2 separate regions of the Mus musculus genome follow, and region 2 is linked to region 1. The links are chromatin contacts, called in public HiChIP or PLAC-seq maps. All regions are on one chromosome and are shown on one strand. Each heading gives the region's core, a stretch centred on a gene start, on an enhancer-like site or on the middle of the called end of the contact. The rest is flanking DNA. Distances are from core to core; before and after follow the strand shown.

Evidence for each region. HiChIP or PLAC-seq counts read pairs in DNA pulled down with a chosen protein or histone mark.
Region 2: a contact with region 1 is called in an H3K27ac HiChIP or PLAC-seq map of heart atrium, with 11 times the contacts expected there. The contact joins the promoter of Edn1 here to the enhancer-like site in region 1. A contact is called at or near these places in 11 of 39 promoter capture datasets (the 3T3-L1 cell line, the C10 cell line, the SN4741 cell line and 7 more), 1 of 15 datasets of contacts at CTCF or cohesin (large pre-B cells), 10 of 484 Hi-C or Micro-C datasets (CD4 T cells, CD8 T cells, ECoMG-derived neutrophils and 5 more), 17 of 115 datasets of contacts at active chromatin or transcription factors (SST interneurons, bone marrow-derived macrophages, cardiomyocytes and 10 more) and 3 of 9 other capture datasets (adipose tissue, embryonic stem cells and macrophages).

Annotation. Positions count from the first base shown.
Region 1 is chr13:41,736,383-41,739,262 of GRCm38.p6, reverse strand. No RefSeq gene overlaps it. Among named protein-coding and RNA genes, the nearest start is that of Gm40925, 61 kb to the right of the region's middle. Within about 2 kb of position 1,477, at least 47 of the 459 cell types and tissues checked have an H3K27ac peak or open chromatin away from gene starts, as enhancers often do. A contact at or near this core is called in embryonic basal ganglia, fibro-adipogenic progenitors and heart atrium, where this site is marked.
Region 2 is chr13:42,300,066-42,302,945 of GRCm38.p6, reverse strand. It overlaps Edn1 (endothelin 1), which reads right to left and starts at 1,470. Exons shown (of 5, transcript NM_010104.4): 1 at 988-1,470. The coding sequence starts at 1,051.

The DNA.
Region 1 (2,880 bases), core at 228-2,727:
TTGGTGTTTTAAGATGCCTTCAAGTTGACAATTATCAGTATGCATCATACTGCTTGACTGGTCACTCCTGGGTAAGTGAGTGGTTCTCTTTAATCAGACTTCGTGAGTCTCTTCACAACCATACATGGTTAAGCCACTGGAATGTCCATCAGAGACCCCCCTGGCAGCAATCATTGGTTGTAGCAATAAGTCAAACACCAGTATCTTTTTCCCCTCTTGGAACCTTAAGATTCCAGTTTAGAAGTTATAGCCTCACCTTTCCAGTACATAAACCATATGTACAAACTGATCAATTTCTCTAAACACAAAGCACTTTATGTATAGTCTTATAATTTTCAAGTTAATCAGGGAGTAGAATTCAAACTCTGCTTAGCTACTTTTCTTTCTTTTTTTTAAGAATTTTTTAAAAAAAGATTTATTATATGTAAGTACACTGTAGTTATTTTTAGACACAGCAGAAGAGGGAATCAGATCTCATGACAGATGGTTGTGAGCCACCATGTGTGTGGTTGCTGGAATTTGAACTCAGGACCTCCAGAAGAGCAGTCAGTGCTCTTAACCGCTGAGCCATCTCTCCAGCCCTTAGCTACTTTTCATTATCATCTGTGCCCCTAAACACTGGAATTATGTAACCCTTCACCAGAACCATCATTTTCATGAGAAATTAACAGAAGTTATAAGGTCTCATTAATTCGAATCAACGTTAATAGATCTATTGCCAAACTTTTATGTCTATAAAACCTCGGCATACAAATCTAGGAGCCTAACAGAGAAGATTGGGCATGGTCACTTGCCTAAAGCTCTATGCCCCTTTCTCCACTTATCCCTGAAGCTGGATTTGATGGCTCTGACAAACACAGTGGGGTTCTTAAAAGGCAGTGCTCAGCAATTTGTGAACAAGAAAAAATAAATTATGGAAAAATAAAATAAAAGCTGCCTTAGTGGCTGTCTTCCACTGAACATTGGGCCCTCTTGTCAACTGTGCTTAGATCTCTAAAATTTCTGAAGACTCTCGTCCATCCTCTCAGATTGTGGAGTCAGTAAAATGTTTGCCGAGAGAACAAGAGGAGCTGAATTCCATCCTCAGAGCAATCGAGACTTGGAGCACAGGCATGCACCAGAGAGGCAGAGAGAAGTGGATCTCCGAGATGATGGAGCAGGCTATTGTTTCTCCCACTACACTATCTACTGAACACGCACAGGCTCGATTTGCAAGAGAAATGAACAGACTCCATTGTTCCTTTTAAAACCTTGAACTTGAAGAGATTTCCTGTGAGTGGAGGACGAAGCATTCCACAAAGAAACCTGGAATGCTAAGTGCTTGCTGCATCTGAGCTCACCAGAGGTGGAGAGTTCCAGGCTGCATTTAGTTTTGAAGTCTTGGAGCCACAGAAAGCACTGGCCAGAGGAATGAGGTAATCACTTCTAATGCCAGGCCCTGCTGTGCAGTGCGCATGTGTGATCTCAGTCTGCTTCTGCCCTAGCTAATGAAGGCATGGACAATGGAATAGCCACATGGCAGCACCGGAAAACAAGCTTACTTCTGCAGTACACAGCCTGCTTTGCCTGATTTCTGTCCACTGGACACAGCAAATGAAGCAGCTTCCCTGTTCTCTACACTGGGCTGTCATTCGCTCCTAATGCATCTTTTCCATGAGCCAACTTTGAAGGTCGTATGTCTTTAATTTTTACAACTTGTATATTTCATAGCCGTCCAGATGTATAGGAAGGGAGTAGATCATTTTCCCACCTAGGGACTCCCTTCCTGTCATCACGATGGAAGCAAAGCTGTCCTACTAATACGGCCATCCCTTAGTATTCACACGGATACTACAGCACACAGATAGATGCTCGAGTACTCTATATGTAAGGGGATCACATTTGCATAGAACCCACATATATCCCCTTGTGTGTGTTAAATCACCTAGGGACTGCTTATAATATCCATAATGTAATAGGTATTTTTTTGTTTGACTATATCTGATGCTGAAACTTGTCCTCTAACCTTTATACATGCACGCACACACACACACACACACACACACACACACACACACACACACACACACACGGGGTGGGGGGAGCAAAACAACAATAGCTGAAATGACAAAGAGAAGCACTACAAAGAATGGAGGGAGGGAAAAGACACCATTCCTACCCAGCACTCGAAGCTGGCCATAGCCACAGCTCTCAACACTGGATCCAACTCCTTCTGACCAGATGGAATCCATCATTTTCTTTTTTTATTTTGTTATTGCACCTCAATTCTGCAATATTTTCTCCCCCAGGGAATTAATTACCTATGCTTAAAGCTAGGCAAGACCCAAGTCATGGGCTCCATTTGGACCATTTTTGCTCTCTGCTTCTTAAAACATGTTGAGAGCAACAGTTCATCTCCGTATGACCAGTGTAACCAGCTCCCCTTTCCTTCTCAACTCCCTTTTCTGTTTATGTGAGAGAAGAATCAGAAGTTAACCATATTATTTCCTTGATCACCGTTCCATGAAGTAACCAAGAAGGTTTGAAGTCTCTGCTACCCCCGGCTCCTTCCTCTGTGCACTCAGCAAGAAGCAAATGCACCAAGTGGGGCAGAAAGAGGGAGGCAGCAAAGCAGGAGATGGAGCCCACTCATCACATAACAAATTAATCTCCCTATAAAAGCGATGCCCGGGAAGAAGGGATTCTAGTTCTTCCCTCTCCCCTGGAATATTGAGAAGATGCATTAAACAGAAGAAAGGAGATGTTTTGATACTTTCATGTCTACGTCTGTCCCCACTCCCCCTTCTCTGTACCAAGTCCTCCAATAATAAATATGGGCAGTAGTAAATATAAAATTGCCTAGGACCCTGGCTGGCTTCAGAGAAATTTGCTTCTGGCATG
Region 2 (2,880 bases), core at 221-2,720, 560 kb before region 1:
CCTGGACACCGAAAAGAAACTAACTTTACAATATTCACTTCAGGTGGGAGACAAGTTGCCACTGACGGAAGAGAAGGTACAGCTGCTCAGGGAACCCAGGGAAAGTACCCCGTGGGTTCAGAATTCAGAATCTTTGGGCAGCACAGCTTGCTGTGGGACTTGACACCTCCCTCTGGCCCAACACAGCATCGCCGCGCAGTTTATCTGCTCGATTTTGTTCATTCCAAACGATCAGACACATTCCAGGGCTTTCACCCTTTTGACATCCTTTCTCTTTGCTTAGGGTCATGAAAAGACAAAAAGAGGGCACTGACCCTCAAAAAACAGGATGGGAGGAGAAAAGAACCAGCTGTGGCCCGTACTGTCTAATTCCTTAATCAGGCAGGAATGATCCCGGCTCCCCTCCCAGGACAGGTGAATACAACTGCAATAGAGCTCACAGTGTTTGAAGATGCCAAAAACCTGCCAAATGAAACCTTAAGTCAATAGTGACAAATTTTAAAGAAAGCATGTGCTTCGCCCTGAAACCGCCTGCGGGGTTATTCAGCGCATGGTTGATCGGCAGGTGATTTCCCTGCTCACGGTGTGCCTGCATGACCCGAATAAAATTCCTTGGCTTTAAGTTGGAGTGTTTCAATATTTTACACATTAGCGCACTATCAAGACAACGTTTGAATAAGCCCCTAAATGAACCGTGCAACCCTAAACACACTTATTTCAAAATAGATTTTTGCTTCAGCTGTACTGCTACAACGTTATTTTGAAGCTATGCGATACTCGGTTGTAGTCAGTTGTATTCAAACAGGGGTTTTATTTCTTTCGCTTCACACAGAAGTTAATTAATTGTAAGGCACTTGCTGCTGGAGCTTCAGTAATTAAAAAAATAAATAAAAAGGAAAGAATGAAAGAAAAGAAAGAAAGAAAAGTGGAAAACAGAAGCGATAACTGCGCTGCGCTGAAGTAGAAAGATTCGCAAGTGGCGCCTACCTGTTTCTGGAGCTCCTTGGAAAGTCACGAACAGCAGAGAGAAGATCACGGGAAAATAATCCATTCTGCAAAGGGGTCAGAAGAGTGGGGAAAAAGGAAAAAAAGAAAACTCGGTTGCAAATGGAACTCAATGCAAAACGAAGAGGACGGTGTCTGGTCGCTCTGATCGCCTCTGGGTTTTTTTGTTTTTTGTTTTTTGTTTTTTTTTTAGATCTCAGCGCGGTCCTCAGCAAGTGGCCCTTCCACTGGGGCGAAAGCGTCGCGGGCAGCCGGGAGGCAGCGCGCAAGGACAGCGGAGCAGACCGGGTCAGGCTCTCAGCGCCGGTGCAGGAACGCTTCTGACTCGGACAGTTCTCCGCCGCCTTTTTATATTGAACCCCTATAGAGTGGGGGTAAACAGCTCTGACTTTATTCCAGCCCTAAACAATGTTATTGTGTGATTAGTCACCCACAGGCAACGTGCAGCCAGAGATAAGACCCGGCTCTAGAGGAAATCACGGCTAACTTCAGAGGCAGACGCCCGCCGTCTGACAATCCAGGGGCAGGGCTAAGAAAAAGAAAACACCCACTAGACAGAGACCGCTGCAGAACCTGCAGAGAGCAGCAGCCCGCTTCCCCTTTTGCTAGCTGCCAGCCCCAGAGTTCAAGAATCAAGAGTTTCTCCAGAAGCAAAGTCACCCCATTGGAATGAAAAGTATGAAGTACAATTAAATAGATTGTATTGTGCGCGCGCAGGGGGGTGGGGTGGAGGTGGGGCTGATCATTGTTCACTTGATTTTCCTTTTATGTCTTTCTGATCAAACAAGGGGACGATCCCCACTCTTCGCTCTTGAATCCCAGCTACTGGGGCGGGCGGGGAACCAGATTAGTTTGGAAGATCACCCTACTTTTCCACCACCACCCCTTCCACCAAGTCTTTTCTAAACTAAAGTACTTCGCATTTGAGGTGAGAAAGATTCCGTCAGGAGTTAGCAAGGAAGGAAAACTAAATAATAATGATAACAACAACAATGTGGTTTTGTCAGGTACATCCTTATCTCCCTAGTATCGCCGATCAGAAGTACACGTACACACACACACACACACACACACACACACACACACACACACACTCGCCCTCCAATATTTCTTGTGCCCAGCCTCTCCCTGGGAATTGCTGCTATCGCGAAGGATCTTGAGAAATGGCAGAGACGACCGCCAGGGGGAGATGGAGAGCTGCAGGGGCTTATGCTTTAATAAGATAAAACAACTAAAGCCTCGGCTTCTAAATGATTAGTAACAAGCTGTGGCCAGGCAGAGAAGGGGCGCCTCACATACTAAAGAGAGGTGGCTTCAGGGCATTCCATTATTCCCTTCCCCGACTTTCCAGAGTCTCCTCCACATCACTTTGCTTCTTTACTCGGGCAAACCTGCGGTCTGTGCTTGATTAGAAAGCTACAAGGGGGGTGTGGGGAGGGAAGGACTGCCGATGCTGAATATGTGCATCAGATCATACCTCACCCTTTAATAACGTGTTTACATTTTCCAAACAGTTTCCTGTCTATTTTACCATGAAAGACTCCCTCCCCCAGGTGTCCATGGGTTATTAAGGCACAAGTGACAACATGTCTTCATGAATAAAGCAAAACACACAGAAAACACGTTGGCTTTTTTCAACAAGCTCCCGGAATGCCCATAAGCTGGAAACAACACACAGGATCCACGCAGAGTGGTTTCCCTAGGATGCTACCACAAAGGTCCCTTCTTCATCCCGTCTTGTTTGACTTCAGTTTTCCCTGGGAGTAGAGGCCAAAATAGACTCAATCCAGTCCATGCAACCATTTATTTCTTCACCTCTACAATCAAAAGGCAGACTTGATAGCAATACCCACGCTGTGGACAGAGACATGCTTA